3 separate regions of the Gossypium hirsutum genome follow, and regions 1 and 3 are each linked to region 2. The links are chromatin contacts, called in public Hi-C maps. All regions are on one chromosome and are shown on one strand. The core of a region is the stretch at or near the end of the contact, and the rest is flanking DNA. Distances in the headings are between cores, read along the strand shown. Region 1 holds the start of LOC107901624 (probable WRKY transcription factor 40). Region 2 holds the start of LOC107901662 (chorismate mutase 2). Region 3 holds the start of LOC107901621 (chaperone protein ClpB3, mitochondrial).

The links. Hi-C and Micro-C count contacts between places; a contact is called where the count stands out from the background.
Region 1: a Hi-C map of leaf shows a contact between it and region 2, with 3 times the contacts expected there. The contact joins the promoter of LOC107901624 here to the promoter of LOC107901662 in region 2. A contact is called at or near these places in 12 of 34 Hi-C or Micro-C datasets (callus, fibers, hypocotyl and 1 more).
Region 3: a contact with region 2 is called in a Hi-C map of leaf, with 2.2 times the contacts expected there. The contact joins the promoter of LOC107901621 here to the promoter of LOC107901662 in region 2. A contact is called at or near these places in 5 of 34 Hi-C or Micro-C datasets (all in leaf).

What each region holds. Positions count from the first base shown.
Region 1 is chrD06:24,677,145-24,680,519 of Gossypium_hirsutum_v2.1, reverse strand. It overlaps LOC107901624 (probable WRKY transcription factor 40), which reads left to right and starts at 1,590. Exons shown (of 5, transcript NM_001326907.1): 1 at 1,590-1,665; 2 at 1,769-1,819; 3 at 1,909-2,247; 4 at 2,344-2,460; 5 at 2,587-2,964. The coding sequence starts at 1,594. The coding sequence ends at 2,946.
Region 2 is chrD06:24,935,233-24,938,962 of Gossypium_hirsutum_v2.1, reverse strand. LOC107901662 (chorismate mutase 2) reads right to left here and starts at 2,325. Exons shown (of 6, transcript XM_016827750.2): 1 at 2,018-2,325; 2 at 1-217. The coding sequence starts at 198.
Region 3 is chrD06:24,657,699-24,661,145 of Gossypium_hirsutum_v2.1, reverse strand. LOC107901621 (chaperone protein ClpB3, mitochondrial) reads left to right here and starts at 1,938. Exons shown (of 10, transcript XM_016827699.2): 1 at 1,938-2,358; 2 at 2,914-3,132; 3 at 3,237-3,447. The coding sequence starts at 2,113.

The sequences.
Region 1 (3,375 bases), core at 341-2,840, 260 kb after region 2:
TCTAACAAATAAAAATAAAGGCAATGTTCGATATTTAGGAATTTTGTGAAATCGAACCCTAACTTATTGGGTTTTGGTTTTCTCATTTGACCCAAATAATCTGATATCCTTCTCAAAATGCATAGGTTTTTAAGGTCAAGAAATAAATTTAACTTTGAAGATTTGAAATATTACACTCTAACTTACTGAGTGCGATAATTTATTTCTTTGAAATAAACGAGTCTTATCATCCAATTCATTTTACTCGAATTTTTTTCGAAGGATCGTATTTTAAAATCTTTTCAAAATTTCGACACTAAGACATTAAACAATCGATTCGGTACCAATTTTAGGCGTTACGAGGGTGCTAACCCTTCCTCGTGCGTAACCAACTCCCGAACCTGTTTTCTCAAATTTCGCAAACCAAAATCATTTTCAAGGTGAGCCGATCACACCTCAATAAAGGATCGGTGGCGACTCCCATTTCCGTTTTCATTTTAAAAGTCGATCCCGTTTTTTTCAAATTCAAATAAAAAATGGTTTTGACACTATTAATAGGTACAAGAGTTTTTAAAATTTGATCTATGCTTTTAAATATGTGTCGAGCTAGTATTTAATGCCCAGATGAAATGACTTAATTGTAACGATATCGATACTTTCAGGATTTAGAAAGAATGTTTTGAAATGTGAGATTAAGGGTAGTTATATGAGGTAATTAACCCTATTAAATATTGGGTTAATTCTACCAAATATCCACAAACTATTGCCTAGCTTATAACTTGGTCATAAACTACCAAATATTCTAATTGTGTCATTAAAGTATTAGTATTGTATCAATCAGGTTATTCTATCAACTTAATCATCAATATAAGTATTAAATGTCGTTTTGGATATAATGTGGAACTTATTTAAAACACATGGATCAAATTATACTCACCTGTGTACTTATCACATAAACAACTTAGATATAACATGTTAAAATATAAGAAATGTATTTTTTAACATGTCAGATTCAGAACTGTTCATGTTCAATTTGAGCTAGCATTTAATGTCAGAGTTAATAGCTAAGCTGAAAAAAGGATCTAATTGATACAATATCGATACCTTTTAAAACTCAATGAAAAGGTTTAGAAGTTTGAGGACTTCAAATGAAATTAATCCTTTGAATATAAGACAAGGAAAGAACGTGGAAAGGTCGGCAGAGGAGGTGGGCGAAGGGCAGAAAGTGGAGCAGATAAAATTACGGTCAACATGAAGAAACCTTGGTTTTTAGTTTGTATCCCATATATCTAACTGCCATTGGTGGGTGGGAGGCTTGACTTTGAAAATTCCCACTGAATTTCAACATTTTCGTACCGACGCGCATGACTTTCCTCTTTCCTCCTTTTTCTTATTTTCAAACATCTTGTTCGTCGGATTATAGACCACTTTTTCAAGCTAAGACTCCAAGTGGGATGTATTTATGAATACTATTGTTTAAGAGAAGCCTATTTCATCCGCACCTTCCACTTGCTTTCCTTAATAACCCTTTGCTTTTCCCCGGCTTTTCATCTCTGAGTCCCTGTTTCTTGTTTGCTTTTGTTTTGTTCATATAGTACTACAATACGTTCAGTAATGGAACCAGCTTGGGTGGATACTACTTTGGATCTCAACATCAACCCTTGTTTTCGCACCAACAAAGCTATGGTGAGTTTGGGTTTTCTTTTTCCTATTGGTTTTTAAAGCTATTTTCCCCCTGGTTTTCGATTGTTGGGACTTACAAAGAAAGTTTTTCAACTTCTTGAACCAGAAACGAGAATTTGAGGGAGATGTGGTCGAGTCGGCACCAGTTAAATATGAGGTGAGTTTCAAAAGGACTAAAATCATAATTACAACTATTTCTGCTTGTATATGTTGTTTAGAGCTGAATGTTACTAATTTTTTTAACAGAGTGGAGTGTTGGTGGAGGAATTGAATCGGGTCAGCGCCGAGAACAAGAAGCTAACTAAGATGCTAACAGTTCTATGCGAACAGTATTACTCTTTGCAGCACCAATTCATGGAATTTGTCAACAAGAACCCTGAAATTGAAACTGCTGCTGCTGCAACAACATCATCATCAAAGAAGAGAAAAGCTGAATGTGAGGATTATGGTGCCAACATGATTGGATTTAGTGGAAACACTGAGACCAGCTCTAGTGATGATGGCTCACCTAAAACTCCCAAGGACTGCATTAAACCTAAGGTTTCCAGGGTTCAAGTCCGCACAAATCCTTCTGATAATAGCCTGGTAGGTTACTCGGAGTTCAAATTTCCTATTACTGAGACCCGAAATGATTCGAACTCGAAACTGAGCCAAATTTAATGTTGTTGTATGATGTTACAGATAGTAAGGGATGGATATCAATGGCGAAAATATGGTCAAAAAGTCACAAGAGATAACCCCTGTCCCAGAGCATACTTCAAGTGCTCTTTTGCCCCAAGTTGTCCGGTCAAGAAAAAGGTGAGTGTTGCTTCCTCTCCAAGAGCAATTTTTGTTTTTAAAGTAATTTTTTGGCTTCGGCCTGGATCCAAGAGCATTATTTGTTTCTAATTTTTGTTTTTTGGGTATTGATGGATGGTTTTGCAGGTGCAAAGAAGTGCTGAAGACCCATCTATCTTGGTGGCAACATATGAAGGAGAGCACAACCACCATGAGCACCACCATTCTCCACCCGCTGAAATATCTTTAAGCTCCAACAACAACACCCCTAGTTCCAACACTGGTTCGGGTCCTGTTTCATCTGCCCCAACCAAAGCTTCAGCTCCCACTGTAACACTGGAGCTGCTTCAACCTGGTTTGGGCGGCGATGAAACCGAAAGGGCAGCCCTACAAATCGATGCACCAGCAATCCAACAGATTTTAGTTCATCAAATGGCGGCTTCTTTGAGCAGAGACCCCAATTTCACGGCAGCCCTTGCTGCAGCCATTTCAGGAGGAGCTGTGTAGACCGGAAAATAGGATAGAAAAGTGGAGAAAATTTGAGTCTTTTTTGTAGGTTCAATGGCAGAAGAGTATCGAATGATGTAAATAGTATATTACTGAATGTATTTGTCAGAGAAGAAAAAACAAGGTAACTCTGTGTCAAAGTAACTTAGCACCACAAGAATTACTTTTCAAAGCTGTCGATGGCCGGAAATGTATCTATCATTTTTCTACATTTTATTTTTATTCATATTCGATCCCATCTCATGTGTACTTAAATTTTGGTTTATTTCTAAATGATTAATTCAATTTTATTTTAATATTAATATTTTAAAAATTATATTATTCTTATTTAATGTCCTATATTCTATATTTTTTTATTAGACAACTTAATATAATTTTTAATGTGAATATACTTTAGAAGTCTTTCAATTATAGGACCAGATTAAATTA
Region 2 (3,730 bases), core at 1,076-3,575:
GGCCTCTGTTTGTTTAACGAAGAACTCAAGCAAAGATCCACTGAAGCCAGGGATGGAAGCGTAGGAAGGGTCGTAGGTGGGAGGGTTCAAAGGGAACCTTGCTCTCTCTATCAGACTGTAAACAATGGTGTCTTCTTGCCTTATCAATGAATCCCTCACCATCCCCAGCGTCACGTTGTTGTGTTCTGCTTTCGCCATTTCGTGTTTGCAGGCTGAACTAGCAAGAAGAAAAAGAGTTGTTAACATCATTACCACAGACATATCAATGTTGGTAAAAATTAAAAACAATGGAAGACCTATTACATTTATGATATAAGGAAAAACGAGTAAACGAAAGTGGGAAGTAAGACGTTGACAAATGATCTCTCTCTCTCTCAAATTTATAAGACGTTGACAAATGATCTCTCTCTCTCTCAAATTTATGAATGGAATGGAAGGGGGTTTATATAAAAGAAAAGAAGAAGCCAAAAGAAATGGTGGGTAGTGCGTAGTGCGCACGGGAGAGTTGCCTTTCTCTGTGTTCAGACTTAAAGGGTTGTGTCGGCTCAGACATGGCGTTCTATCTAATCCTGTTTTGTCCCATTAGTTCTGCGGACCTTAAAAAAGGGTAACGGAATAACTTGAGGGTTAGTTATGTGGTTGCAACTTGCTGGAACTGGGACGCTTATATTATTATTAATTGCTACTCAATGTGATTGGTTATAAAACATCATCTTTACCAGGAATTAGACTCAAATCCATGTTTGTGCCACCCTACTCAATTTTTATGTTTTGGGTCAAATTGTTTTACCTAAACCCTAAGAAAAATCTAGCCCAAATGAGGAAAAAACCCTAAACAAATAGAAAACGAATACAAGCTAACCCTAAGAAAAATCTAGCCCCAATGAAAAAAAACCCTAAACAAATAGAAATGAATACAAGCTAACCCTAAACCCACCCACCAACCTAAATCCGAAGAAAAAAAATGAATAAATGTATTATTGTTATTTAAATATTTTCCTTATTTTTTCAAAATTTTTTATTTCCCTAGTTTTTAGAGTTTCTTAAAAGAAAACAACAATGATCGAATCAAAAATCAATGGTCTAATCGATTTAACCATCAATTCAATTCAAAAACCTATGTTGACAGTTTAAATAACTAATTGATCAAATCAATTTGATTTTAAATTAGATTAATGATTAAATAATTTGGATTTTAAAACTTCTATACCATTTCAACATTTCAATTTGAGTTAATTTGGGTTCATGTCCTATTAGATTTAAGTTGGTTCAATTTAAAACTCAAATCGAGTCAATTTGAAGTACTTCAAGTCAATTTTAAAATCAAAAGTCAATTTTAAAATCAAAAGTCAATTTAAATACAAATGGTTAGAATTTTTATAATTAAAACGAGTTGAGGTTGGAATTGTATTTCTAGATTTGGGATCAAAATTGATAGGTTTAATTACAAACCTACAGGCTTATACAATTTGCTTGTTCTTTATTCAGGTCGTTTCTAGTGCTTAGAGTGTACATGAATGTCCAAACCTGATTGTATTACTGAACCTTTATATCAGGATTTGCTGCTTATTAATGATAATAGAGTGCACTCTTTCAGTCCTCCTATCTCAATTTAACTTAATTTTTATTTTCATTCTTTTAGAGTTCACAGCTACAAATATAGTGTAATTATAGTACAAATAAAATAAAATCAATACACAACTCTAGGGCAAGACTCATTCATGACAATTACATGTGGTGAGACTCGAAATAGTAAGGGTGGTTTTAACGAGAACTATAAAAAATAAAAAAACAACATTAAAATTCAAATGAAAGGCCTTCAATTTAATGTAGATAACTATTCATTGATAAACTAATATCCCTTAAAAATGTGAAATAATTTCCCTGTTTCACTTGCAAACTAATCAACCATCCAAAATGCTTTTAAAGCCAAAATAACAAACAATTCATCTTTAAACACCAAACAACTACACCTGATATGATACACATGAAAAAAAGCAGTAAGAAATTTTCTCACCTCAGCTAGGAACCAAACTGTGAAGGTTGTTGGACATGAATCGACATAAGCCGTGCAGTGTCTTTCCACCATGAAATCTCTCTTTCCTTGTCGACCAGTTCTTGCTGTGCACTTGCCAAAGCAGCTTCTAATTCTCTTATCTGCTCTTCCTGCCTCGATTCCAACAATTCATGCAACTTTCTCTCCAGTTCGTGTGGAGGAACACCACAATGCAACTGCGCACACTCTTCTTCTTCACCATAAATTGTCGGGTCAATTACTTCTCCATAGCTCATACTGTAGCTTCGGGCTGAACTATTACCAGTACTCTGCTATAGTTGTAAAAAAGATGACATTTAAAATCTCCAGGGAATTGGTAAGGTTTCAATATTAGTTAGTACTACTACATAAACTAAACATATTGAGTTAGGTATGGGCTGATTCCAAGTATGAATTAATTTATACGTTTTAGGTTTGGATCATTCAAGATTCACATCATTTTTGGTTTTAGATAATTTTGGGTTGGGCCAATTAGAGTTTTAAAAGTTTTAGATAATTTCAATTCAAGTCATTCAAGTTTGTTTTATTTGGATATTTCAAGTCTTAAGTCATTATAGTTTTTTGAGTCATGGTAGGTTTAGGTCATTTAGAGATATTTGTTCAAGTTGGGTCAATTTATTTGAGTTTAAATCAATTTCAAGTTCAGACCATTTTGGGTTACTCGTTCAGATTGAGTCAATTCAAGTTCAACTGGAATTATGAATTCGAATCATTTCAAGTTTGGACCATTTTAAATTCAAGTCATTTCAAATTCAGATGATCTTTGGTTTCAAGTCGATTACGGTTCAAATTCGGTCAAATCAAATTCAACTGGAATTTAGATTCAAATTAATTAAATCACCCTAACCAAAAACAATGAAATACAAAAGACATGCCAAATTCCCAAGTTTTAATCGTACCTGAGGATGGGTTGAGGACAATTTGCTTGCATCCAAATGGAGTTGCAAACGTTCTAACTCGGCTTCAAGTTCTGCTTCAAGTCTATCCATTCCTTCCAGATACTTTTCTTCTTTCGGCACATCTTCACATTTCAAAGGCTGATCAAATATCTCTTTATTTGATATAAGATCGCCATTAAACTCCGATTCTAAATCTTCATCAATGCCATTGTTTGATTCAATCTCCTTTGCGGTTATGAATAAATCTTTGTTTCGGAGCTCATCTTTAACATTTTCAAGAACAGCCGCTATTTGGATTCTCAGTTCTGCCATCTTTTGAAGTTCTTTTTCAGTCACAGCAACCAGTCGAAGCAAAAAACACCCTATTACCACGTTGTAATTAGCTTCCCTTCCGCTTCTTTCTGATTAAAAAAAAAACCCCGAAAATTATTAAAATTTGATCCAACGTCAATCTCTAAGCTTGAGTTCGGCTCAAGACTTAATCGAGTTACTCATGCTTGAGCTCGATTAAGTCTTAAACTTCTATTTGCAAATAATAAAAAGTACAAATATAATTTCAGTATTAAAATTTCGAATCAACTCAGAGTTGATATTACGTGAGCTAAGATTTAGTTGACATAAATCTTAAGATTTAATAAATAGTATTTTGTCCCTAAAAGAACCACTTATAGAGTTAGGCTCCATATAAGCAACTATTTGCACTCTAGTATAGGTGTCTTTCTCCATGTTATGATCTAAAACTAATCCTATTCGAATACCCTTTCAACCATCTATT
Region 3 (3,447 bases), core at 689-3,188, 280 kb after region 2:
ATGCAATCTTAGATATGATATGCAATCTTAGATATAATATATAATCTTAGATATGATATGCAATCTTAGATATGATATATAATCTTAGATATGATATACAATCTTAGAAGATATGATTTTGTAATCTTAGAGATTTAATTTGTAGATACCCTTTAATCTCAGCCGTTGATGTAATTGATCTGTACCGTTGGATTTGGGGAGGATCAACTATAAATAGAGGCCTCTCCCTTCATTGTAAAAAGAAAAAAAGGGAGGAAGAATAAAAAAGAGAACGATTGGCAGTTTTTTAAAGGTGGCTTACTATTTTTTTTCTTTTGATTATTTTTTACTTATTTACGATTTTAAAAAAAGGGAGAAGGCCACTGCGAATGTTATTTAGCCCCTCCGCCTTTTAATGTTTTTGTAATTAAGTTTTTTTATTTTTTTAATTTACCCTTTTATTTATTTTTATTTCAATTTGGTCTAATTTGAACGGCGTCGTTTAGAGGAGAAGGGAAAATTGCCCTTCCAGCCCCTCCCTCTATGTAATTCGAGCGTTCAATTAAGTCCTTCAAACTTTATTTATTTGCGAATTTACCCCGGATCTTTACTGGCGATCCAATTTAGTCCAATTTCATATTTTCTTTAAAAATCAATATTTTTGACAATGCAATTGTATTCTTTTAATTTTTATTTTATAATTCTCATATGCAATTATTATTTTTTTATATGTATATTTAAGCATGTATTTATGTTTTTTATACTAAAATTTTCGCATACTTATATTTTATATACACATGTTTAATTTATTTAATTAATTTTAATATTATATTAATTGTTTAAAACTTATATATTTTTTTATGTGTACAGGTATATTTTTTTATTCGCTTATTAATTTATGTTTGCATATTTTTATTATTATCTTACCTATGTATTTGATATTTTGCACATCATTATTTTGTTTATTTATTTATTTATTCATATTATTTCTATGAAATTGTTATATTTATTATTGATATTTGTTTAAGGGGCATTCATTCACATATTCAACATAACATTACTCTATCTCTTATTTAATTTTACAATAAAACGCTTCAAAATAGAGGTAATCCTCGTATTTAGGATTTTTCAAGGAAATTGAGCCCTAACGTATTGGGTTCCGATTTTTTTGAAAATCTAACAATCGAGGATTTCTCTTTAATCAAAAAAAAATAAGAACTCATTATTGGGAATTCAACACGTTGTGTCCTAACGTATTGGATGTGACGCATTGATTTCTCGAAATGAATATTTTTTTAAAAAAATAATAAAGGAAATATTCTGAGTTTGGGATTTTAGAGGAATTGTGCCCTAACGTATTGGGCCGCGATTTCTTAAATCTTGAATAAATGGATATTCTTTTACATTTTTTATTGCACTAGTATTTTGCCGTAATTCATTTTTGGGAAAAATTAGAATGTCGTGCCCTAACGTATTGGGTGTGGTTTTTTATTTCTCTGAAATGATAAGGGTCTTAATACGTAACGTTTTAAGTTTTTGCTAAGGATTACGATTTTCAAATTTTCGACATTAAGACATTAATTAATTAACTAGGTACCAATTTTTGGGCGTAATGAGGGTGCTAATCCTTCCTCATACGTAACCGACTCCCGGACCCGTTTTTCTAAAATTTGTAGACCAAAGTCATTTTTAGGTGACCCAATCACACCTCAATAAAAGATTGGTGGCGACTCCCAACTTTCATTTTTTTTAAATCGACAACCTAAAATTTTTGTTTTTCAAAAGGACGGTTTCGACAACTTTAATATAAGTTTTTAAGATTCAGTGATCAACACTTAATTTAAACCACGACTAAAATCGTCATTATTTTTTAATAAGGAAGGAATTAAAATTTAGAGATTAAATTTTAATTTTAACAAAGTAGAGCGAATAACTTAAAGTAGACCAATGGAAAAATTGTAAGGAAAATCCCAACTCTTCTACAACTTTCTATTCCTTTCGCGCACATAGAGAATTCAAAGCCCGTCTTAACACCACCACCAACCCCCCCCCCCCGGCAAAAGAAAAAAAAACAGTTCCAATACAAGAAAAAACCCAAACTAAATTTCAAAATCTCCCATTTTATCCTCAAAAATGGCCTCAAGAAGGCTAACAAGGTCCGCTTTTTCGGCCATTAAAGTATCAAAAGCCTCAATTCCCTACCTGTTTCGCGCTCGCGCCATCTCCGCCGCTGCTTGTACTTTGCGTAATTCCCTCATTTCGCCTCACCGGTCTCAAAATTTCAACGCAGTGGCGGCGAACAACGGCGGCTTCTTCTCTCTCACTCGCAGCTATCACTCTTCCCCTCCACGTTACTCTTCTGCCACTAGCCCTGCGCAGGTTTATATATTGTTTTTTGAACTTTTCATTTCTAATTATGAATTTCATTTCGGTTTTATTTACTTTGAGAGACACTCGAGTAATTGAACTGTTCTGTTTGTGTGTGTTTTTTTTAGCAAACTTTAGCTAAGGAAGGCATTTGGATTCAATTTCTGTGTATGTGTGTATAATTGTTTGCTTTCTTCATTTTAGTTTGGCTTAGAATAAGCACTTGGTTATCAATAATGTTAATTTTGCCGGCTTGATTTGACTTTATTGATCAATTACATTGTAGCGTCTTAACCATTGTTATGCTCATGTTAGCTATATCTGTATTCTTGGATATTTTCTTGTCGCAACAACCGATCAGAGTACAAATTTTATGAAATTTGGCTCAATTACATTGCAGTGGTTTCACCGTTGACATGCTCGTGTTAACTCTCTTTGTGTTCTCCGATATCAGATCAACCAATCAGAGTACAAGTTTTATGATATTTGGTTCGATTACATTGTAGTGGAATTATTGTTGTTATGCTCGTGTTAACTCTCTTTGTTTCCTTGGATATTTCTCATCAGATCAACCAATCAGATTACACTGATATGGCCTGGGAGGGCCTTGTTGGGGCTGTTCAAGCAGCAAAGGATAGCAAACAGCAAATGGTGGAATCTGAACACTTAATGAAAGCTCTTTTAGAACAAAAGGATGGGTTGGCTAGAAGGATTTTCACAAAAGCAGGGCTTGACAACACTTCTGTTCTGCAGGCTACCGATGACTTTATATCGAAGCAGCCTAAAGTATGTATTTTAATTGGTTATGTTTACTTCGTGAGTTTGCTTCAATGCTTTATTCTTTTTATATGATATTCGTGATATAGGGGGCGTTTATTTCCCTCTGGCAGGTGATGGACACAAGTAACCCTATAATGGGATCAAATCTTAGCTCCCTTTTAGACAATTCTCGAAAGCATAAGAAAGAAATGGGAGATAATTTTGTTTCGGTGGAACATTTTGTCCTAGCATTTACCTCAGATAAGAGGTTTGGGCAGCAGTTGTTCAAGAACCTCCAGCTTAGTGAGCAGGCTTTGAAGGATGCCATTAAAGCTGTTCGTG